Linked DNA regions of Gasterosteus aculeatus: region 2 is linked to region 1. Evidence: chromatin contacts called from public Hi-C data. All regions are on one chromosome and are shown on one strand. Each heading gives the region's core, a stretch centred on a gene start, on an enhancer-like site or on the middle of the called end of the contact. The rest is flanking DNA. Distances are from core to core; before and after follow the strand shown. Region 1 holds the start of mest (mesoderm specific transcript). Region 2 has its middle 9.9 kb from the start of LOC144406097.

Region 1 (4,563 bases), core at 1,043-3,542:
ACGCTCTCTGTGTTTTGATCTCTGGTTGATGAACTGCAGGATGCTGAGAGGGGGGGAAAAAAAGGAGACAAAATGAGTGACAAGGATCATCGAGGCCATTTGAATGCAAAGTAAACGCACACACAACACACACACCTGTCCAACACCAAGTTTCCATCGTTGTAGCGTAAACCTGTCCACATGTCCCAGAACTCGGCGTCAGTGGGCTGCGTGTACGGACCGAACACGTCTCCGATCCTACGAGTTCAGTTATCAGCAACATGAAGATCATGTCGCACAATTTGAAACAGTTCTGCGCTTGTTTTACCCTTTTTGGAAGATCTTATAGTTGGTGAGCCGCGTCAGAACTGGAGCCAGAAAACTAGAGTCCTTCAGAAGCTTTTGACGGCAGAACAAAAAAGGTGTCAATGAGAACTTTGACAGACAATATAACTTTGTTTCTTATAAGATAAACAGTACACGCGCTCACCGTCTGCAGCAGACGCGGGTAATGCGTTTCCGGGAATAATCCTGTTTGGGAATAAAAGAATCAGCACTGACCCGCCATCTACAACTTGACCCCCAAAACCAACGGGCGGCGCCGTACCTCCATTAGAGAGACACAGGCTGTTGATGATCAGGTGACCGGAGCGGTTCTGGTCGCTTCTGTTCGTGAGGAAAAGAGACAAACAGCAGATGGGAGGAGGGGAAAGTGTCATGGATACTGTTTTCTATAACGTCAACCTGAATATAGTCACACACACACACACACACACACATATAAATACCTGTAGAGCAACTCCAGCGCCACAGTGTCTCCGTAGTCATGGGAGACCAGATTCACTCGCTGGTTGCTCAGACCCAAGTGAGCCACCAGGGCCTCCACCACACTGGCCTGCTCGAAGATGGAGTACCGGTGGGGTCGCTGGGATGAGAAAAGAGTTAAGAGCAGCGAGAGGAAGAGGGAACCATGCAGGAAGTAGAAGCGCACAAAAAAAATGCACTCACTGGCTTGTCACTGAAGCCAAAACCCAGGAAGTCCAGCGCAACGACCCGATGGAAGCGCTGAGTGAGCGGCTCCCAGATCTGAGTAGAAGACAGAAACTTGGTCACTCGGTCAGACTTGCGGGCGACCTGTTACTTGGCTGCTGAGCGCGTGCGGTGGACACCTTGTTCCAGTCGAAGCTGGAGGTGGGGAAGCCGTGGAGCAGAATGACGACATCGGAGCTTCCCAGAGCGCCGTAGGAATCTGGGTTTTGAGGAGGAAAGAGAAAACAAAAACCGTGACGGGCACGCGTGGGGTTGCTCTTTTCCCCATTGGGGTCTGGACTGAGGGCTTTGGTGGCATCGTGTCATTGAATAAGTGATAACGATCCACCGTGAATCTGCACTGGTGTCAGTTGACGTGGGATGTGATGCAGCAGCACCTATAGCGTCCATGGAGGTCCTCCTACCTCTGTAGAAGATGTCCCTGCCTCTGAAGTGAAACGCCTCCCCGGCGTTGTGCCACTTCTGCAGGGACGGGGACAGCTGAGGGGGAGGGATGTGGAGGTAGACGGCCACCAGCGGGATGCAGATCAGACCCACATGAACCCACCACTCTCTCATCTTGTTGCTCAGCGGCGGGGGGAGGGTCTCATTCCTTATTGCCTCTGGAGGAGGACGGAGGTCACGAGCAAAGACAAGAGATAAAAGCACAGCAACAGCCACACGGCGGCGTAACGTGGAGGCGCAAAAAGAAGAAGAAAAGAAACGTGCACAGATGAGAGCAATGCGGCATGATAATCGGATGCGCATCGGCGCTCAGCTGTCAATTGAGGATTCAAATTAGCTCCAAACCGAGCGATCTCAAGGAGAGGGTCGATACCGTCCAACTCGCGAATGGCAAACGCAGCTTTAATCCTTCGATTACGCCGGTTCTACTGTAGGTTGTGTTTTTTTGTCTCATTATATACTTTGTATCATTCTTACTTACAGAAATGTCGCGACTTCGTGGTTCAGCGGACCTTCGGCCAGTGTTTAGAGTCCATTGCTGCGGGAGGAACACAATGCGGAGCCGAAAGGGAACGAGGGAGGGAGGAGAAGAGCGCGGACGCCTCACTCTGTGGTCACTTCCGGGTTCCTAAACTCGCGTTTATGGAGATTTATCCGCCAGGACAAGGAGACATTAGGTTATAATCTCTGCCCACACGGAGAAATCATTTCAGGGTACTTGGCGCAGGCCGTTTTTCAGATGCCAAGAAGCAAAGAGGGAGTGACTCATCTCAGCAGTGCACGATCTTTGTTAAGAGGCTGAAAGAGGACACCAGCGCCCTCTGCCGATGTGGTCGTGACATGACATGGGCATATTATTAAGCGAGGATCTTAGTTAATTACAATTTTTTACTTTTCTCAACATGTTATAAAATAACCTTTATTCAACAAGCTATAATATATATTTCACCTTATTGACATGATATACTAATACTTTATTCAACCTGCTGTATTGCCATACTTAACCTGTACAAACTATTGTCATGGTAAAAGCTGAGACTACACATTTCAAACTGTATAAATCACATCACTCCCCAACCAAAACTCACAGAACCAGCAGCCTATTAAGAAGAAAAATGAAAAGATCTTACACACAAACATTTGAGATGATTCCAGCCATTTGTATTTGCATTGGATGGAGCGTCTTCCTCCAGCATGTACCAGCCGGTCACACACTCTGCCTCCACCTAGTGGATGGGTCATGGTACTGCACTCATCCAATCGCTTAACTTAAATAATTTAATTGGAATAAAAACACGTACAGTGCCAGTCAAAAGTTTGGACACAAAAATATAGCCGTAGTTCCAGAGACTTACACATATAAGGTTCCTTGTGCGGTGGAGGCGACTGAGGATGGGTTTAATATTTAAGCGTGCATTTCCAGTTCTTTACCTGACTCACCTCTGCAGAGACAGAAAATAACTGGGTCAAACACTCCGTTCAAAGGCTGCATTGTGCAATACTCACTGCCAGCGAGCTCTGAATCCAAACGTTATTGGTACTGCTATAACATGCATTTACAGGTTTTTAATGTGTATTAACAATTATTTGAGTAGTGTTTTACATAGCTAATGGTTAAGATACATTTGGAAATTGTGCAGTTATGCGTAAAAATACGCTTTCTTGCAAGACAATCTTCCTCACTCAGGATTTAGATTTCTTGCAATATCTTTGCCCACCTGTAATGTATAAATCAATAAGTACTGCATGGTAAATGAAAACCATAGCCCTGCAGTTAGGCTAAATACATTTTTTATTTTTAAAAACCATACACATTACTCAACAAGTTTCAAATGTAAATCCAATCACGATATCCATTTAAAATGCTCAAGATAAACAGACATGAAGTACTTTTTATTTCCAAATGTTAAAAGATAAAAAAAAAAAAATCCATAAAACAGATGGAAAAACATTCATCCCCATTACAGGAAGAAGCTACAGAACAAACGCCTCATATGGATTCCGCTCGTCTTTTCAATTATCTCAACTTTGTATGCAAATCGTAGCTGCTGTTTTGTCATCTGTAAAACAAAGTATTTCCTCGCAGGACGTTTTGGTTTTTACATCTCCAACCCCCCCCCCCCCCCCCCCCCCCCCATCTCCCCGTCCACGGCCAAAAGGCTGCAGGAATAATGTGCAGCCTGCTGCCCAAGCCATCCCAAGCGTTTCATTAAGTGTGACAACATACAGACTGAGGGAGGCTTGATCGCTTTTCACGCCATTTGCACCCTGAGATGAATATTCCAGGAACACACATTTTAGTGGCCAAACAACCCCCCCACCCCACCCCCCATATAACGTAATTGGTGTCAAATCATCCAAAATCGGTTTAGTACGATGAAAAGGTATCATCAGTATTGTCATAAAAATACAAAGGTACACTTTATTTTATGATTTGTATCAAAATTATTCTTTCCCAAGGAACGCTCTGAAATAAAGTACCCTGTGCAGATAGATACCAGTGTATGCCTAGTCTTTATTCTTGAAAAATGTCCAATTCTTTAGCGTTTCCAGTACATCAGGTGTCAAAAATATTTTACAAACAAATCAAATGCAGCAACATTTATCCATGATGAAAGAAGTCTTATGGACAGGGTTGGAAAAAAAAAGCCTATTTCCCCCCCAGGTTTTTGATTTCTAAAAAGTGTCAAACTAGAACTTAGGAGTAAAATGAAGTATTCCCTAAGGCATGATCTTAAACGATTGAATGGAATATGAAAATAATTCAATTGCTTTTTTTTTTTTTTCACCAAGACAATAATTGACTATCTATATACACAAAGTCTGAAGTTAAAAGGTTCTTTCTTTTTAGATTCCTTTTTAAATTAAATACTTTTTCTCTGCCTGAGTAAACAAATGTCAATATTGTACATTGGCAAGGGGCTAACGTTTTACTGAGAGAAACCAGAACAGAAATGAAATGCACCAATATGACCAGGGTCCATATTTATCAAGCATCTAGAAAGAGAAACTCTTTCCCAACTGGCCCAGAAGGATGAGAATGAGGCTTAATTGGTCCTACGTTTAGCAGTAGGAGTAACAGTGTTTATT
Region 2 (4,367 bases), core at 1,654-4,153, 94 kb after region 1:
TCGACATTAATCCCTGTGTGGGCGGCTGGGCTGGCTGAAGGCACCATCATGTGGCTGTGACGTACTCAGTCTGATTCCAGACTAGGACCTTTGTCACATGGGGCCGTCTGTGTGTGAGTGTGTGTGTGTGTCTCTAATCTACCACAAATTCAAGAATTTAGTGGAAAAAAATTAAATTAAAATGCCAAAACTTGGAATCACGACTGTAGCTACAATTTTCAAAAACTAGCTTTTTAGCTGCTCTGCTAACTAGGATCCGTTTATTTCAATCAGGAGGGACTTTTAACAATAATTTATTAAAACCAGTACTACAAGTATTAAAGTTTGTTGGCGCTTAGACACCATCCAGGCGTAGGATGGACCAGGGGCCGGGATGCCGTTGTTGTTTAAGATTTTTTTAAAAAGGCACAGTGAGAGGGAGACCATTGCGTTCTTTTTTAGATAAGAATCATCCGCATCAGCTAAATGCAATTTCAAAAATAAATGTTGGAGTTGACCCAAAGTACAGCCAAACCCAATGCTGCTGACTAGACGTGAATGGCAATAATATAATGTCTTGTATTAATATAGCTCAGAGTGAAGCCTGTTCGATCGATTCAAGTCCAGGGCAGCACAGGGGTTCTCGTGGCCGCCCCATCGGGTGACACGGAGGTGTGTTTTTCCGTGCGTTTTGTAATTGCAGAGCACGGCCCTCATTAGCATTTTTTACAGCGAGCACGGCGAGGAGGCCGACTACAAAGATTGGCTAATGACAGAGAAGAGATGGTTTACAGACATGACGAGGGCGAAGGCTCTCCGTGCCCCTAACCCTCCAAACATGCATAGCGTGCACCGCGATTTTATTGGGACATGCCGGGTAAAAACCAGCACGGGGCAATTAGCATGAACAGTGCAGAATGACTCCAGCCGCGTTGGACCGTATCATCCATCCGGTATTTTTACATGAGATTTGTGCGCATTGAGAGATAATGTGCTGCTTCCAGTTCAGTGGCTTGGCATTAAAACCTGGTGACAGACTGAATGCATTAGAAACACATTGAAAAACAGAAATCAAGGCTGCTGCCAAATAGAGTATTGGTGCAATTGTGGGACCACCACCCTTGAATGTTTGCCTTTTTTCACAATTTGTGCAAGATTAACATTTTAATATATTTAGCTGTTTTTTAAATATACCTTCAGCAACCCACCGTTTAAGACCTACTCTGCAGATTGAGCCACATGTTAAAAATCATATTGCTTGTGTATCTTATTGACAACACCCAACATAAACGTCCAGCCTTCATGCTAAGCTAATTGTACCCGGCTGGAGATTCACGTGTGACCGAAATGCAACAGTGCTCTCGTGCATCTCCCAAGAACGAGAGCGAGCGCATTCCCCGGATCTATTTGATGCCAGTAAGACTCTGAGATCTTTTGAAAAACAGGAAGGGGTGACAGAAATCTCAGACTAGTGAAGAAAATACAGAAGGAACATGAGGGTAGAGGCGATGAAGAAAAAGCAAACGGAGCCGAGCGGGAGACTGAAAACACTCTCAAGGCTGTTTCTACTGGCAGGTGAGGTGTCCTTGCTGCAGCTTACAAATCCTTTTAGATGGTAAATTGAAGCGACTGACTTTTAAAACTAAAGCCGGGAGAGATGGGGGGGGAAAAAAACAGCAACTGCTGCACGTAACAAGAGTGAGTCACAGCTGCGCACGGCAGAGAGGGCGAAACAACCACTTGTTCTTCCACCTCAACAGGGCTGTATGGCGTCCACACAGGGACTGAGCTGTGTTTGCACAGCGTACTTGCAGTGGCAGATGGGAGGGTCGGGACCACACAGTGAGCGCCGAGGTCTTTGGAAGTATCATACAGCCTTCTGGATCCCTTATTCCGTCCCACAGACCTAATAAGGACACGTTGTTCAATTAATTATATTAAAATGCTTTTAAAGCAAAGTACTCCTGTAACATATACAAGGTCATCCACAGAATCCCATAAGATCATTGATTATTTCTCTCATCTGTTACTGGTTCCAAACATCTAAAAACAAGATCACACAACTCCTCTCTATTGCTGGAAAGAGTGCAATTACACTGATGGACGGATGAGGGAAAAATAGAAGGAAAGAAAATACTTTTTGTTCTGCCCAGAGACAAAACCACCAGTGGAAACGGTTTCGGGCGGTTGGTTGATACAAAGAATTAGCACTGACAGACCAGAAATGACTTCAGGAAAAGTCCCTATGGGAGTTTCACGACGTGTGGGATGGAAAAGTACTCAAAAGTCCGTCTCCTTGCACTTCTGTCCATTTCTTGACGAGTAGTATAGGCTCAAATTTGAAATAAAGGATTCGCGCACCCAGTCTCCTTGTGCACCGTCGCGTTCATTTGAAAACGGACCTTTTATGCGCATGTGGAGAAGGAAATGAGTTGTGACATTCACTTAAACTAACGCCTCCACCTGCAACGGTAATCACAGCCACTTTAGGTAGACAAACACAGGGGAGGGTTGAAGGGGTTGCTTGTTTATGAGTACCCATTTGGCCCAGAGATCCATATCATTTGCATAAATATGAACTGCAGATATGGTTGTCAAGGGAAACGGGCTGGTGGGACATGTGAGCGAAGCATTCTGCTACGTCGAGAGGAAATCTCTTGTCCGAAAGAACCGTCCGGTTGTGAGGTTTCTTAATATGTTTAGACTTGAACGTCAGCCGCGTTGTTTGACCTTAGCTGGTGTTGAACGGGGAGGCGTTTGCGTTGTAAGGCGAGTAAATTAACCTGCGATCCTTCCCATGAGCAACATTCCGGCGCTCACCATGTGGGCTAAACAATCTTAGCTATTTGGACCTAATCTGATAAAATGGCAGAGGAAACACAAAATGTAAACAGCTGAAATCCACTCAACATAACTCAGCCGGCCTTCGAGCCAAAAACCTGCTCCTGATTACGACGGGCGGCACGCCAAGTCATAAAGAACGAAAGTAAATGCTGAAGCCTGCCACAAAACTTCACCACTTTATTGCACAAGCTGTGAATTGTTATCATCTAAAGTGCTGGAGGACCACCAATTACATGACACGCCGAAAACGTTAATAATTGTTATTTTATTTCCATCTAATGGGTAGACGGAGGGAATCAGAGTTTAAAAATGTGTCCACGGGATCCTCTAGAGACCCCACTTTAACAACTGAATGGCTGTAAAAAGTAATTACTGGCCAAATCAAAGCAATCACACGTGTGAACGGGAGGGCAGCACGGCCAAGGAGACGTGACTGGCTTCCCAGGACTGTTGCTTCAAAACCCACACGTTGTGTCAGTAATTGGGGGCGAGTTTAATGTGGGTCTCCTTACACAACAACACACATCAACCCAGTGTGTTTACCAACCTCTACCTTCCGCCATTTGTTTTTGTAATGTCTGTGTTCCATTTATTTATTTTTTTGGACCCATCTTTCCGGGAAAAACAAGTTTGAATCTCCACAACTTCCAACCTCCAGTCGAGGAACTCAGATCATTGACCTCTGGCTGAATAAAGGTTAAAAGGCCAATTTGGAAATTAGAATATCCAGTTAGATGTGTTTACTGACTGTCATGTACGTCTTGTCCTCTTGTCCCTGGGCTGTCTCTCTTTCTCACATTTGTTGACAATTCTTCAATATTGTCTTACTGCTTAAGTGGACTGACGATTTAGATGACATTGCTTTTGTAGTGATAGATTATCCGGGCAGTAGGAGCCGTCCGTAACTCGACTTTGACGCAGATCCAGAGCGACAATTTGACGTATTTCTTCTGGGAGAACTCACAGAAGCTGCAAAGTCTCAGGATAGAACAAAACCAATTTAGATCCAGCCAATTGAGAGAGTTTTTGACAGGGCGAAAGTACCACCCGGAGGGGGGGGGGGGGGTAAGACGTGTGCTGCTGTCTGACCAGCAATGATAGATACAACAAGAATAAATGATCCCTTTTCTCATTTGACGGCTTCAAATGTGTAGGTGATGCACTCTGCCTCCATCCATAGCGTGCGGGAGGCTTGCGTGCGTTCTGCCGCTCAGTCGCCTTTTTCCCCCTCACACATCAACACGTTAAGGCGGCGGGACCGCGTGAGTCACCCTTCACTGCAGAGAAGGAGAAAAAAAAAAAAATCAATGTTCTTCTTTTATTTCTGGCACTGGCAGACTGGAGTGAGTGTGATCGATTCCACGGCTTTTTGGTCGTCATCTTCTTTGTACGCGCTCTTGGTTTGGGTTACATAAGCGGCCTTAGTTGTTAACACGGGGGGCGTAATTTGATGATTCTGCGGTGAGATTTTACCCGCCGTAGGTGCATCGGGCCCGCCCCCACGCTGTGTCTCTGTGATCGCACCTCTCTGCATGCGGGCATTG

What was found. Hi-C and Micro-C count contacts between places; a contact is called where the count stands out from the background.
Region 2: a Hi-C map of blood and trunk muscle shows a contact between it and region 1, with 5 times the contacts expected there. The contact joins the enhancer-like site here to the promoter of mest in region 1. A contact is called at or near these places in 6 of 6 Hi-C or Micro-C datasets (blood and trunk muscle, liver, skeletal muscle and 2 more).

Annotation. Positions count from the first base shown.
Region 1 is chr4:31,285,940-31,290,502 of fGasAcu3.hap1.1, forward strand. It overlaps mest (mesoderm specific transcript), which reads right to left and starts at 2,293. Exons shown (of 12, transcript XM_040174872.2): 1 at 1,955-2,293; 2 at 1,434-1,631; 3 at 1,149-1,228; 4 at 988-1,065; 5 at 768-904; 6 at 587-645; 7 at 470-510; 8 at 308-378; 9 at 136-237; 10 at 1-43. The coding sequence starts at 1,587. It overlaps atp2b1a (ATPase plasma membrane Ca2+ transporting 1a), which reads right to left. Exons shown (of 21, transcript XM_040174868.2): 21 at 3,248-4,563.
Region 2 is chr4:31,379,353-31,383,719 of fGasAcu3.hap1.1, forward strand. No RefSeq gene overlaps it. Among protein-coding and RNA genes, the nearest start is that of LOC144406097, 9.9 kb to the right of the region's middle. Within about 2 kb of position 2,904, at least 1 of the 9 cell types and tissues checked has open chromatin away from gene starts, as enhancers often do.